Linked DNA regions of Sus scrofa: region 1 is linked to region 2. A link is a contact called in public Hi-C data. All regions are on one chromosome and are shown on one strand. Each heading gives the region's core, a stretch centred on a gene start, on an enhancer-like site or on the middle of the called end of the contact. The rest is flanking DNA. Distances are from core to core; before and after follow the strand shown.

Region 1 (7,201 bases), core at 2,195-4,694, 95 kb before region 2:
GATCTTCCGCTGACCCTCATACTGACTGCCCCAGGGCCAGAGTTCTGCCATGTCAAGTGGCATCGTATCACCACTGTCCCAGTGTGGGGAACTCCCTGTACTGGGCCTGCCTTGGCTGACCCCAAAGCTGAAAACAATGGGGGTTATGGCTATGCTTCCCCACTCCCTCCCACTGGGCTGTGCTCACTTCCTTCCTGCTGGCTGCCTGAGGAAGTGTCCCTGCCCTGGGACAGTCTGGTCTGGCCTTTGTTTCCTCAGGGGCCCGCACCTTTGGAGCTTCCAAGGCTTGTGTCCCTTGTGGAGCCAGCATAGTCCAGGGACACCACCCTCCCATGCCATGTCCTGGACTTCTTGGTTATCAGCATTAGACTAGGATATGTGCTCACCTTCCCCAGACTCAGTCTTAAACAGCCTTTTGTTAGGAGAGAGGCCCTGGACATCAAGGAGGTGAGCCAATAGGGTGATTTGAGGGTGTTGATTTGTCCACCTCTGGAGGGGTCAGCTGGGACCCTGCTGCAGCCCTCCTTGGACCCAGCTACATTAGGTGTATACTCTTCCCACAGGAATACACCCCTTTCTCACCTGTGTTGTAAGGAGCCCCCTTCTCTGCAGCATCTTAGTGAAATCCACCTAGAAATGTCCTCTGGCAGGAGAGCACCCTGCAGAACCCTTCCAGGCCCTCCCCCACCCCACAGCCACCCACATCAACACATTGTCCACTGTCACAGTTGGGATGCTTCCGTTCTCAGTGGAAAAAAATTGACTCAGCTCCTGTAAGTTCCCTGCCCCAGGGTTGGTTCCCTTCTTTACCACTTGCTTCTGGGGGACCATCTGCCAAACATCCCCCAAGTAGTTTGACTCCCAAAGCGTGAGCACCAGGGCCCCTCCACTCACAAACTGCTGGATTTGAGAATGGGCCTCAACCCTAAGGGTAGATAGGGCAGAATAATTTTCAGTGTTAAGGAAGATGCCGGCATGTGGGAGACTGGCACCTGACTTTGCCCCCTAGCCTTCCTGTCACCTGGTGCAGTTTGCCAGGCCATGGCCTACTAGGGAAGGGTGGGGCAGACAGCCAGCCAGCTGGGCATGCCCAAGGGAAACAGGGTCAAGGCGGTCCCCTCCCCCACGCATGTTCCTGGCCTTTTCCTCTCAGAGGGGCAGCAGGAAGTGAGGAGAAAGGGCTGTGGTGGGAGGCGGGAGTGGGTGGGAGGGATGGGGTTTATCAAGTCGGCCGGCCGCTGCCCAGAGGGCAGGAGCTGGTGTGAGTAGCTTGGCTGGAGAGGCTTACCCCAGAAGGAGGGAGGCAGCGGACTTACTGGGCCGACGGACTCCTACACAGGTGAGCCCAACGCAGACAACAGCTCTGTACCACGGTACATGCGCTCACAGGAGCGCTCTCTCCCTCTATTCCCAGGCGCTCGGAGTGGAATGGGTTGGGAGTGCAGATCCGGCCCTTTGGAGGAGCTGAGGAAGCGGCAAGAAATCCTTGCACTGTTCCAGCCCGAAGCCTGTTCCCCCAGAGGGAGGGGCTTGAGGGCAAAAGAATTCAGTACAGCGGGAGGACCAGGGGAACCCCTCTGGCCGGGTCCGGCTTTCTCTGCCGTCTGGCCAGGAACTTTAGCAAGGGTGGCGCTCCCTCAGGGTTGAAAGGAAGCCTTGCGGCCTCCCACAGGACCCCGGAGACGAAACAAGGATTAGCCTGTCCGTGGTGCAGGTCAGGGGCAAGGGGACGCCCTAACCCCTGGGGCATAATTGCCCGGAGCAGGGCAGGCCTAGCTGCGACCCCCAGCCCGTGTTGCTAGCACTACCACTGCAACCACCCAGCCCTCGAAGGGCTAAGACGCAGATACTCGGCCTCCTACCCGAGTCTGGCAGGGGGCGGGGCTTCCCTTTAGACTAGGGACGCGGGAAGGGAACTCTGATCCGGAGGGGGCTGGGCATTAAACTGTCTTAGGAGGTTGGAGATAGGCTTGGGTCACTGTCCCCCTTTTACAAAGGGGCCCCTGGGCTGGAGGTTGCACTCAGGAGTGCAGAGCCAGATTCACTACTGCCCTCAGCCAAGACCTCGGGGTCCCACAGCACCTCCTAATGGCCGGGCGAGGGACCAACATTTCCTTTATTCAAGCTCCCCATCCCGTTCCTTTAAGCCGTCCGTTTAAGCGACTGGCCGCGTAGCGAAGCCGGGAGGACTGTACCACCGGCCGCCGGCTGCGGGGGTGGAATTTGGGGCTGACTAACGCTCGAGGCTGAGACTCCAAGAGAAAGCCCCGTTCCGAGGGGTCTCACGGTTCCATACAGGTGGCCACATTTCTCGGCAGAGGGTCTGGGGACCGTGAAGCCTAAAACGCGGCACTGGCGGCGCGAAAGTCAGAAACACCTTCCCTCCCCGGCCGCAAGTCCTGCTCTGGGTCCGCCTCCGCGCCGGATTCTTAAAGGGCCCGCGGGCTGGGGGGGCGGAGCCAGCAGGGGCGCCGGGCCGGGGCCGGGGCCGTGCCTGGTCGTTCGGCCGGAGCGGGCCGGGTTGGGGCGGGGATGGCGGTAGCGATGGCCGTGGCGCAGGTCCCGGTGGCGGCCTGCGCAAGGTGAGGGAGGGCAGTGCATGCCTGGCGGCTCTCTCTCCGCGGTCTCGGTTCTGAACCCCCAGGGAGGAGGCCCAGGGGCCCTACCCCCTACCCGGCGGAGTTCAGGCCCCACGTGCGGGGCGGGGGCGGGGTCCCGGACAAAGGCCAGGTGGAGTGGGCTTTGCCCCAGACCCGCCTGGAGTGCGGGCGCGCGCATTCTTCTTGGCTGTAGAGAGAGAAAAGCCGGTCTGCCGGGCGCCACTCTGAGAGATCCGCCGCCCCTTTGTCCCTGCGGGGCCTCCACCAAGCTTGGGAGAGTGTCTTCGCCGAGACAAAGTCCGATAGCCTCACTCCTGCTGGGCGGTGCTAAAAAAGATAACCCGCTCCGAGGCTGCGTTCCAGCTTCCTAGCTGCTGCTTGAGCTGTGCTCTGCCTTACCCAGATGCTGATTTCTCAGGACCAAGAGTTCTTATCAGGGTACAGGGTAGGCCTTGGGTTTGGGGAAACCATGTCTCGGGTGGTATTGAGTCATGTGTGGGTCTCAGCAGTGAGTCCATAGCTCAGTTTTGCAATTCAAAGAGCAGTTACAGACCTAGCCGAAGGCTACCTGCTCCAGGAAGGAGCCCTATGCTCCTGGCAGCGAGATCCCAGGGTGCCTTGCCTGCCCTTCAGTGGCCTGTGGTCTCTCAGACCTGACCTGTTGTAGCCATTAACAGGGTCTGAACAACCCTGGGTACAGTGCCCTACACAGCGTGGGCTTTGGGACTATTGATGTGCTTGGGGTGGGCACCTCCAAGATTGTCTAGATTGACTTGTTCTCTCTTATCCTTCCCCAGTTCCTGAGCTGGTGCCAGGCAGGTAACACTGTCTTCCTGCAGCCCCCAGCATGTGGGCAGGCCTGGGCCCCACCGTCACACTGGCTCTGGTGTTGGCGGTGGCATGGGCCACGGAGCTCAAGCCCACAGCACCACCTATCTTCACCGGCCGGCCCTTTGTGGTAGCATGGGACGTGCCCACACAAGACTGTGGCCCACGCCACAAGGTGCCACTGGACCCAAAGGACATGAAGGCTTTCGATGTGCAGGCCTCACCTAATGAGGGTTTCGTGAACCAGAATATCACCATCTTTTACCGTGACCGGCTGGGCATGTATCCACACTTTGATTCAGTGGGGAGGTCTGTGCATGGCGGCGTGCCACAGAATGGCAGTCTCTGGGTACATCTGAAGATGCTCAAGGGACATGTGGAACACTACATTCGTACACAGGAACCTGCAGGGCTGGCAGTCATTGACTGGGAGGACTGGCGGCCAGTGTGGGTGCGCAACTGGCAGGACAAGGACGTGTACCGCCGATTATCACGCCAGCTGGTGGCCAGTCGTCACCCTGACTGGCCACCAGATCGTGTAGTCAAGCAGGCGCAGTATGAATTTGAGTTTGCTGCCCGGCAGTTCATGCTGGAGACACTGCGATTTGTCAAGGCGTTTCGGCCTCAGCATCTGTGGGGCTTCTACCTCTTCCCCGACTGTTATAACCATGATTATGTGCAGAACTGGGAGACCTATACCGGCCGCTGCCCTGATGTTGAGGTTTCCCGAAACGACCAGCTGGCCTGGCTGTGGGCTGAGAGCACGGCGCTCTTCCCCTCTGTCTACCTGGAAGAGACACTCGCTTCTTCCACTCATGGCCGCAATTTTGTCAGCTTCCGTGTTCAGGAGGCCCTTCGTGTGGCTCACACCCACCATGCCAACCATGCACTCCCGGTCTACGTCTTCACGAGGCCCACCTATAGCCGCGGCCTCACAGGGCTTAGCGAGGTATGTGCCTCCCTGGGCCTGTCTTCTTCCTTGGGAAACCACTGTAGGTTTGGCTTACCAGGAGGCCTCCTACCCCCAAGTTTATTGGCTGCGCTACATCCTCTCACCACATTCTCTCTGTACGCCTATGAAAGGGTGGCATCATTATCTCTATTTTGCCGATAAGAAAATTGAGGCCCAGAAGTACTGAGAAATTTGCCCAGAGTTCCCCAGAAAGTTCAGGGCAGAGCAGGGACTTGAGCAGAGCATTTTGACCTCAGAGTCCATCGTGATTGACACCCTAGGCTCACGTGGACCTGAGAATTGGCTTGAGAATTGGAAGCGAACAGTGGGGGGTGGAAATGGTTTAAATGGTAAAGGAGAAAGTGAAACAGAGCCTCTGCCTAAGGGTGAGAAGGGGAGGCCTGGGCCGGGGGTCATCAGCAGTTCAGAACAGGCTAGGGCCTGCCCACCCTGTCTGTCCTCACCCGGCAGTCTCGGTCTTCCCCAGTGACCATCTCCTTCCCACACAGATGGATCTCATCTCCACCATTGGTGAGAGTGCAGCCCTAGGTGCGGCTGGCGTCATCCTCTGGGGAGACGCAGGGTACACCACCAGCATGGTAAGTAAGACCCACCCAGCCTACCAGAGCTGAGTCTGTGGGGGCAGCCAGGGCCTTTGTGCTTTTGACTACAAACCTTAGATTGGTCCCCTGGCCTGTCTCCCACCCAAGGCGTCCCTGGTCCCAACAGAGAAGACAGAGCCCCTCCCCTGTTCCCAGGAAAGGGGACTTGCTGTCCTGAACTGCTGTTGAGTTCCACCCTGCCCCTTCTGCCTTGCTGGGGTCCAGTCGCTGCCCCTACCCCCTTCCTAGAAGGAACAGAGACAGTGAGGCTCAGACATGCATGTGTGTGCACGTGTGCGCTGGTAAAAGATGGTACAGTCACCACAGTGTGGACAGTCTCCATCTGGGCCTATGAGCTGAGGCAGCTGACCCTGAGCCCTTACCCTCTCTCCCCGCAGGAGACCTGCCAATACCTCAAGGATTACCTGACACGGCTGCTGGTACCCTACGTCGTCAATGTGTCCTGGGCTGCCCAGTATTGCAGCTGGGCCCAGTGCCATGGCCATGGGCGCTGTGTGCGCCGAGACCCCAGTGCTAATATCTTCCTGCACCTCAGTGCCAGCAGCTTCCGCCTAGTGGCCAGCCATGCACCTGGGGAGCCGCAGCTGCGACCAGAAGGGGAACTCAGTTGGGCCGACCGCAACCACCTGCAGACGCACTTTCGCTGCCAGTGCTATGTGGGCTGGGGCGGCGAGCAATGCCAGCGGGACCTTAGGCGGGCAGCTGGGGATGCCAGCAGGGCCTGGGCTGGGTCCCACCTCACCAGCTTGCTGGCTCTGGCAGCCCTGGCCCTCACCTGGACTTTGTAAGGGTCTCTCACCTGGCTGCCAGGCAAGCTGGGCTCTGCCAGGCATGTAGGAGCCTGCAAGGGGTGGACAAACTGGAGTCTGGAGGGGCAGAGCCCCTGGGATACCCAGCAGGGTGTTCGTACCAGCTCCCACCCCCTGTTCTAAGGGGGAGGGGCAGTCCCCTGGGAGGCCCCTTCTCTCCCTGCCAGAGAGGAAGAGGGGCACAGCCGGGCTGGGGAGGACCTGACCCTACTCCCCTGTCCCTGTATAGTTTATTATTATTATTTTGGGGTCTCTTTCATAAATTAAATATAAAACAACTGCTTCTGTGCTTGGACTGTCTGAGCCTGCTCCAGGGCATGTGGGAGGTTTCAGAGTCTTCCATATAAGGTTTGAGCTCAGTTCTGTCTCAGACTCTTTCTCATCTATAAAATGCATTCACTGGGACTTGTGGGCCAGAGCCGCCCGCTCCAGCCATCCTGCTAGGGCAGGGGCCCCTGGTAGTGGTGGGGCTCACATTCTACCCCACCTCCAAGGACCTTGTTCTCCATATCAGTTGGAAAGCAGTTAGGCTCAAGCTTCTGTGAGGGACAGGCTCATTGGGCTTCTCCTGCTTGCCACTGTATTTCCAGCTGGGCTGCTGCCAGCCACCTCACCTTGCCCACCCAAGGAGAAAGGGGAAAGCGGATGTTTCATCTTCCCTGGCTGGGCAGGTAGCCAGACCACTCCTTCCTGCTATTCTCACAGACAAGGGTGTCTCCTCCGTGCCTTGCTGGCAAGGGAAATGGACTTCAGCCACACGCACTTTGCCCATCTGCGTCAGAGTCCTCCACTAGGTGTGGTCGGGAGGAGGCAAGCAGGGCGTTGGGGTCTGGGTCCTGAGGCCCAGTCCCTGTACAACTGCAGAGAGGATGATGGGGTGACGAGGACCCTCCATGGTCAGCTCTGTCCCAGCCATGGGAGAGCATAGCTTGTCCACAGCTGTCCCAGAGGAGAGAAGCAGATCAGCTCTGACCTGCTTCCCTCCCTCTGCTTCTGAAGCGAGTTACCCTGGGTGGGTCTCTGTCCCTCCCCTCAGCGTAAGACCCATACCGGGGTCCTCTTGTCCCTGTCAGTGATGACTGAGCCCCTGCCCTCAGGAAACACTAGCTCTGAGGTGAGGGATCAGACTCAGGAAACAGCTGAGTGGTGAGGAGGGCACCCCAGCTGCAAGGACTCGGAAGTAACCACGAGGAAGTGCTTTTCTACATTGCATTTTGAGGAGTTCCCGTGTGGCGAAACGGGATCGGTGGTGTCTAGGGAGTGCTTGTGACGCAGGTTCAATCCCCACCCTGGCACAGTGGGTTACAGATCCAGCGCTGCCACAGCTGCAGCTTAGGTCTTGACTACAGCTCGGAACTGATCCCTGGCCTAGGAATTCCATATGCTGTG
Region 2 (7,583 bases), core at 4,159-6,658:
ATGCTACCGGGTGGCCCCGCAGGCCAGCCCAGGGCCAACCCTGAATGGCTGTTCACGCCCGAAGGGGTCCTGGACCATGCCAAGCCCCATCTGGCAGCCTAGGCTTCAACTCAAGCACAGTGGGTGGCTCAACTGCCTCAGGGCCTGGCAAGCCTAAGCTCCCCAGCTGGCTTGACTTCCACCTCCAGCCACAGCGGCAGGCATTCCCTCTGTCCTCACCACCTGCTCTGCCCTCTGTCTGGGGTTCTCCACTCCTACCCCTCAATGAGATGCCCTCAGCTGAGCTCCTGTGTCACCTTCTTTGTAAAACCACCTTGAATTGCCCAGTCTCCCAGCTCAGGGCTATCCCTTGAAGGACCCACTCTCACTCCTATCCTAGAGGTACGACTTTTACTGGCTGCACCAACACTGGAGTCATGGGCGGGAGCGGAGCCCAGTGGGACAAGGCAGGACCCAGCCAGAGGGGGTCAGAAATGGCTTAGACCCCCTACTCCCTCCCTAGCTTGGGAGCCCCAGGGCTGCACCACTGGCCCTGGAAGACAAAGCCTAGCCTAGCCTGGGGGAGGGGTGGGAAGAAGAGACTCAAGAGGCCCAAGCTGCCCCGCCTCCCATTCAAGTGCTAATGAGCTCCAGGCAGGATGGCGGATGGCAGGAGGGTGGGAGTGGGAAAGCTTTGAGGAGAAAAGGGAGGCTGGAGGCCAGCCTGAGTACCAGCCCACCTGGTAGCCAGGGCCCTGCCACACCCTCAACCCCAGACCCCCCCGGAAGGTGGCTCAGCCCCCAGAAGCTGGGCCGAAGGTCCCCAAGACAACGTGCCACTCCAGATGGCACCAAATGTCTCCCACTTGCTGTGACCAGCTGCCAAGGGCCACGGAGGGGGTTCCCAGGGCCCCCATACTGTGGCCAGGCAGCCTCCAGGCTGGGGACACCACCCCCACCAAACTCTCAGCTCTGCAGGAGACAGCAGAAGGTCTCTCACCTGTTTTCATACGTCCAGGCTTTGGTGTGCTTTCCCCACAACACCTGGGCTGCAGGCAGGCACCTGGTCCCAGGTTATAGCTGGAGAGCAGGTCATCTACCGAGATCTCACCTGTTGCTGGGTTTCTCAGTCAGTACACTAGGTGGAGCTGGGATTTGAACTCAGGTCTGTGTAACCCTAAGAACTGGTCTAAGGAAGTTAAGACTTCCTCCCCCAGGCCAGGAATCATCATCCACTCAAAGGCTTGGGAACTTAGGCCAGGACTTCTTACCTCAGTGCCCTTGGTGAGTTGGTTCCTCTGCCTCCCACCCCCAAGCCCAATGCCTGATCCTGGCAAATGTGACTAATTTTTCAGGGTTACTCAGAGGACACCTTTCTCCAGGAAGCACCCTCCATTCACAGGCATCATTAGACTCTACTCATTATGCAGGTGGCCAGGATCCTAGGCGAGCCCTTCCCACCAACTCGAGCTACACCAAGCCCCAGGCCAACAGCCCCAGAATTACTGATCCCTGTTCACAGATGTGCTCCACAGTTTCATTCTTTCCATCACACTCAGCAGGTACCTACAGTGTGCCCAGCTCCTTGTGAGACACACAGACTGGACAAAGGTCACAAAACTCCCTTTTCTTTGGATAAACCTAATTGCGCCCCTGTGTGTGCAGTCTCTGCCCTAGCCAGGTCAAGAATGCCTGCAGCATTACTCAGGTCTGATCCCCATGGCAGGGGGGCAACTCCAGCCCCAAGAGAGAGAAAGACTTTACTGGAGCAGCAGAGAGAGCAGGTCTGCAACAGTCCCCAAGCAGCCTGCGCTGAAAGGAAGAACGCAAAGCCACTCTTCCATCTGAACAGCTGGAGTCCCTCCAGAGTGCTGTGCCCTGTGACAGCCTGCAGATTCTTCATCAGCAAGAGATCTTCATGGAGTGGGACAGGGGTTGGCTGTGATGAGACCAAAATGAAACAGCCTGAAGAACTTTTCCCTCAGCCTCCCCCTCAATCCTGGTCATTGGCTCTACACCGAGCTCTTGCCACCTGCCCATGATATGGGTGACTGCCATCTTACTCCTCCATCTACCCATCCCCAAAAGCAAGTTCACACAAGCAGCACTTCTTGCATTCAACAAACAGACAAGGAGCACCCAGTAGGTACCAGGCTCCATGCTTGGCCCAGAAGGCTTGGCAAATGAACAGGACACAGCCCTGCCCTGTTTCAGGGGACCGCAGCTATGACCAGCTGTAATGAGGGCAAATACCATGGTCTGATGGGGGTAGGGCATAGGAGGGGGGGTGTCACAGAGGAGGTGTTCCCCAGCCTGGGAAAGGGGGAGTTGTCAAGGAAGGATCCTGGGAAGTGATCCCTGAGCAGAGTCTTAAAGAACAATCAAGTAGGAGTAAAACGGGAAAAGGACATCCAGTGGAGGGAACAGATATAAAGTCCCAGGGGCAAGAGAGAACTGCTGTATTTATATCCTGAAGCCTTCCGGAGCCAAGATGGACACTGTCTCTCCTTTCTCTATAAGCTGCCCACACAGGCCCATCCCAAATCAGAGACTCCCCCTAAACACACATGGGCTAACTTTCCCCTAAGTGCCCAGCCCAAGGGCACTGGGGATAGTTGGGGATACCCGGGGATAGGTGATCAGTCAAGCTGAACTGGGTGGTGAGGGAGAGAGGGCATCTCTGAAGTAGGACTGATATCAGCAACTCTGCTCCCCCTACCAAGCTGTCAGGAAAAACTCTTTTGCCACTGTGCTCCACATCTGCCTCTGCCCTGGTGACAGTGACTGTGCCGGCTCGCTGGCAGGGCTACCCAGGACAGGAAGGAGCCAGTATGCGGGTGGGGCAGCAGGCGTGGTTCTGGCTGGGAGGGAAGGCTGGCAATTGCCCAGCCTGAGTCCCGTTGCCTGGACAGAGTCTTTCCCGCTACGTGGGACAGGAGCCCAGCACTCTGAAGCTGCCTCAGCTGGGCTCAACTGCATCACCTCCCTGTGCCTGGATGGAAAAGGGATGGCCAGCCAGGACCCTTCCCCACGCAGCCCTGGCAGATCAGGTCCTCAATTTCAGGCAAAGTTTGGTGGCCCAGCCCCTTTGGTGGTGCATCCTCTCCAGCCCCTTTGGTGATGCATCCTCTGCAGGATCTTAGCCCCCAACCCCCACTCCACGAGGGCCCTGTTTTCCCCATCCTGGACACAGCACTCCTCTGGCCCAAACCCAGGAAGCCCATTTCACAAAGGAAGAGAAGGCCAGAGGGCCAGGATGCTGAGATGGACTCCCCAGCCTAGAAAATGCTGAGCACCCCTGGTTGCTGCCAGCCCAGTATGGGAGGGGTCTCCAGGCCCAAAACAGGAGCTGGGGTTCAAGGAGCAAGACTGGTGGGATAGGGTCAAGACGCGGAACAGGCCAGAGGCTCTGTGTGCCCCAGCTCCATGGCCCAATTTCAGGTCTCCTCAGGAGCCACCATAACTGCCATCGGCCTGGAAGGGGCTGGCTAGAGGCCCCCGGCCGGGCACTGGGAGGCAGCAGTACCGGAAGCACCATCCCCAGGCCCAACGGGCAGCAGAGATGGGCATTCCACCGCGGTGACACCCACTCACTGCCACTCACTGCCGCTGCCGCACTCGCAGCAGAGACAGGAAGAGGCAAGCGCCCAACGCAAAACAGCCCAGGAGGCTGGGCCGCCGCCCCTTCCCGCCCCTTCTCTTCCTCCCCGCAGCGGCGGCGGCTGAGCGGATGCCATTTTGAAATCTCCGGGGCTGTGCCCCTGAGGCCGGGCCCCCAGGGACAGTCAACAGATGAGCCCAGGATGGAAGACATCCTGTCTCTCAGCCATACGCCCGGCGTGAAAAGCCCCACTTTTCACAGCCTGGGGACCCCAAGACAGCTCTGGGGATGAGGGGCCACACCCCCCCACATATACAGTCCAGCCTCCAACGATGCCAGGAGGGTCTCCCTCCCCTCTCCCCCTTGAAATCCCTCTAAATCAGGCTGCCACTGGGCACCACACCTGCTCGCAGTGGGAGGCTGGACAGGGACCACTACCAGACCCACAGTCTTTGCACAAGTCCACTTCAGATGCCCACCCTAGAGGGCCCCCAACTATTCAACCAGCTGGTCCACCACTCCCTCCCTCGCAGGGCAAGATCCGACAAGCCCACCTACTCCCAGAGGCCATGTCCCAGGCCGCTGGGCCCAGAAGGGGTGTGGGAGGCCCACACCCGTCAGCAGATCTCCTTGGCCTGCCCGCCGGGGGCAGCAATATGTCGGCTGTCTCACCACTTCCACTTCCCCCCACCCCTCAAGCAGCCACCATCTTCCCTGGCCTTGGAGGCCACGCAACCCGAACTCCTCCACACTCCTTCCTACTCCCAGACACCCCCTCCCCCCACCCACCGGCCCAGACAGGGCTTAGAAACTAGGAAGCAGATAGACAGCCCGCAGAACTCTCTGGGAAGCTTGAGGCCTGGTCCCCTCCCGGATGTGACCAAGTGGAGCCTCAGTCCAGCCCCCTAGGTGTCTGGGGCCTGTCTTCCCAGCTCAGCCTACCTGGTGCAGGAAGAGTGGGGGAATCTAGAAAAGACCAGAGTGTGAGAGAGGACTTAAGAGCTGGGGAGCAGAGGATCTGAGGTGAGATGCATGCAGAGAGGGAGTCGGTGAGGCAGAGGCAGAGCAGGGAGCAGGGGGGGGTCTCTAAAGGCTGGAGGGAGAGCTTATTAAGTAATCATCTCATTTGATAAGTTCAAACCAAAATCCCACTTGAGAGGTCTCTTGGGGTCAAGGTGCACAGGTGGAGGATATAGGGTCTAGAATGAAGATGAGGCACAGAGGGTAAAGGAGGGAGTGAGTGGGGGCCTGGGAGGGGCCCCTGGAGATACTCATGCCCAATAGGAAGAGGGGGAGCTAGTGAGGGAACAGGTGGTGCCTGAGGATGGGGTCTGAATGGGATTCTGGGGGTTTGGGTAAAGTCTAGGTAAGGATGTAAAGACAAGGCAGAGGCTCCGAAGGTCTATGAGGCTGGTCAGTAAGGGTGGATGGTCAGACAGAATTCTGGGCAGCGGATGTTGAGGCACCAGTGTCTGGGTTTGGGGGCCCGGGGTTTGGGATGAGTTGAGTCTGATCTAGAGTCTGGGCTCTGGATCTGAGAGGTCTAGGCCAACCCTGAGTTTTGATCCATTATTTATTTGTATGTCCTTGCCAGGCGGGTCTACGGGGTTAAGTCCAGGCCGAGTGTGGGAGTTCGAAACACTAGTCCGCAGGTCAAAGTAGGGAATTTGGGTAGGGAATCAGGGGTCCCAGCGCAGGACGCGGCCTCACCCAAGAGCAGCAACTTCACCTCCCGCGCCGCCTTCTCGCCGTCTTCCCGCAGGTTCTTGTCGATCATTTTGGAGCGCTCGGCCGCCGCCTTGTCCTCAGCGCTCACGGTGCAGCCCATCCCGCCGTCCGCCGGCCCGGCCGCTGCCCGGCCACCACACGGCCCCGGCCCGGCTCGGCCCCGCCCGACCCACTCGGCTCCCGCCGCCGCCGGCCCTCTACGGGTAGCTCTCGGGTCCGCAGTTCCGAGCGTCTGCAGGCGGTGCCTTCCAGGCCGCCGCGCACCGACGGCAGGGCGGGCCGGGGGTGGGGCCCGAGCTAGTCTGGCCGAGGACTGGGCCGGGGCGGGCCCGGAGGCGGGGCCACAGGAGACCCGGGGTCAGTGATTGGCTCGAGGGAGAAGTTAGGCGCAGCCCAAACTCGGTGCGGGCTGAAGGCGGAGCCACGCCAAGGGATAGCTGTAGGGGTAGAGCCTAGCACAGAAGCTTTGATCGCAGGCGGGGCCGGGCTCCGATTGGGTGCGGAGCGCCTGGAGCTCCGCTGCCCGACGGCGGGGGCGGGCGGATCTCGTAGCCCGAGGATGAGGATCCGGTGCACCTCGCGGGCCAAGCAGGAACCAGCCCTCCAAGCTTCTGAGAGTCGAGCGAGATGAGTAGAGGAGGCGTGTCTTCGTCATTTGTTAAAGTTAATGAACCCAATAAACTTGTTTTGGGATCTACAGCGCCCCGGAGGCTCTCTGGACTGCCGCTTTTCTTCGTCTTAAAGTGGGTTTGGCCCCTTCTCTCTCAAAGCTGCAGTTAAAAAAAGAGAGATAGAGACAGAGAGGAGTTCCTGTCGTGGCTCAGCGGAAAGGAATCTGATTTGTACCCACGAGGACGCAGGTTCGATCCCTAGCCTCGCTCAGTGTGTTAAGGATCCTGCGTTGCTGTGAGCTGTGGTGTTGGTTGCAGATGCGGCTCGGATCCGGCATTGCTGTGGCTGTGGCGTAGGCGGGCAGCTGCAGCTCCAATTTAACCCCTAGCCTGGGAACCTGTATATGCACCAGGTGCGGCCCTAAAAAGACAGAAAAAGAAAAAGAAGAAAGAGAAAAAGGTCTAATGCCACCTTTGCCCAGACTATCTCATTCAACTGGGATAACTTCTCTAATCATCCAAGACATCCATCCTTTTCTGATTTTCTGGGAGGTATTCTCCTGCAGGTAGCCATCCTGGGACTCCAACCTGGGACCCAGCAAGCATGACCCAAAGAGGAGAGAGAGAGGGAAAAAGATAGGGAGAGATGTCACCTGATGCAACGAGGCCCCAGTTCAAAGACAAGGAAGGTTCACAAAGCCAGGAAGGGAACTGGCCACCAATATTTGGTCATCAATGCTTGGCCACCCACAGTCTTTTTCAGCATAGACTTCCTCCTCACCATGTTGGCACACACCTTGCTTCAGCTCCCTTGTGTGTGTGTGTGTGTGTGTGTCCGTATCTCATCTGCTCCCTCCTTGAGCAGCCATTGTCCTCCAAGCCTTCCATTGGTCTCCCCAGGGCTCCCTCCTGTCTGGAGCCAAATCTCAGGCAGGCCCTGCATGCAGCAAACCTGTTGAAAATACACAATGCCCTCCCAGGGACACAGACATCCAGAGATATGCTCTATACACCTATACATATGCCCGGCCTCCAAAATGCTTCAGATTCACAGAACACACTGTAAAAACGGGTGCACACAGCCAAGAACACAGCGGGTCCACACAGACTACAAACCCAGCTTCAAGGCGGGCCTCATCCCCCGCCAGCCCCACCCCTTGCTTGAGAGCCGATCCCGATCCTCCCTCTTCGGGCCTCTCCAGCCTGCTCCTAGCAACAGCCAACCGCTCTTGCAGTTGCCAGGCAACAGGGAGAACCTGTCAGCCCCTTGGAGGCCAGGCTCACCAGAGGTGGGCAGACTCAGACCCCAATCAATGGAGGCAAGGCAGGGCAGCACCCAGAGCTTCCTCCAGCCTCAAGCCAGGCTCTGTGGTATTTGCACCCTTCCCACCAGTTAGCCACTCCCTTCCAGTTAAGTGCTCTTTCTACAGAGTCCAGCAACCCCTGCTTCCAGCACTCCCAGTTGCTCCCTCTCTGTCTTCATGGGGGTTCCCAGGGCTACTGCATGGCCTCTGTTTGCTCCTCCAGTCACATACTGGAGGCTCTGGGGGCTCAGAGGCCCACAGGGCCATCTCTAGCCCAACTTCTCCCCTGATCACAAGCTCCATGTCCACCGATGCCCTGAAGCCTCCCCCCCAGACATTTTGGGGTGAAGAACATTCACC

The links. A called contact is a pair of places that touch in the nucleus more often than the background predicts.
Region 1: a Hi-C map of epiblast stem cells shows a contact between it and region 2, with 4 times the contacts expected there. The contact joins the promoter of HYAL2 here to the promoter of GNAI2 in region 2. A contact is called at or near these places in 7 of 47 Hi-C or Micro-C datasets (blood, embryonic fibroblasts, epiblast stem cells and 2 more) and 2 of 2 datasets of contacts at active chromatin or transcription factors (alveolar macrophages and skeletal muscle).

Annotation. Positions count from the first base shown.
Region 1 is chr13:32,804,114-32,811,314 of Sscrofa11.1, reverse strand. HYAL2 (hyaluronoglucosaminidase 2) reads left to right here and starts at 3,444. Exons shown (of 3, transcript NM_214440.1): 1 at 3,444-4,377; 2 at 4,890-4,979; 3 at 5,381-5,818. The coding sequence starts at 3,448. The coding sequence ends at 5,791.
Region 2 is chr13:32,710,698-32,718,280 of Sscrofa11.1, reverse strand. GNAI2 (G protein subunit alpha i2) reads right to left here and starts at 5,408. Exons shown (of 8, transcript NM_001123116.1): 1 at 5,291-5,408. The coding sequence starts at 5,408.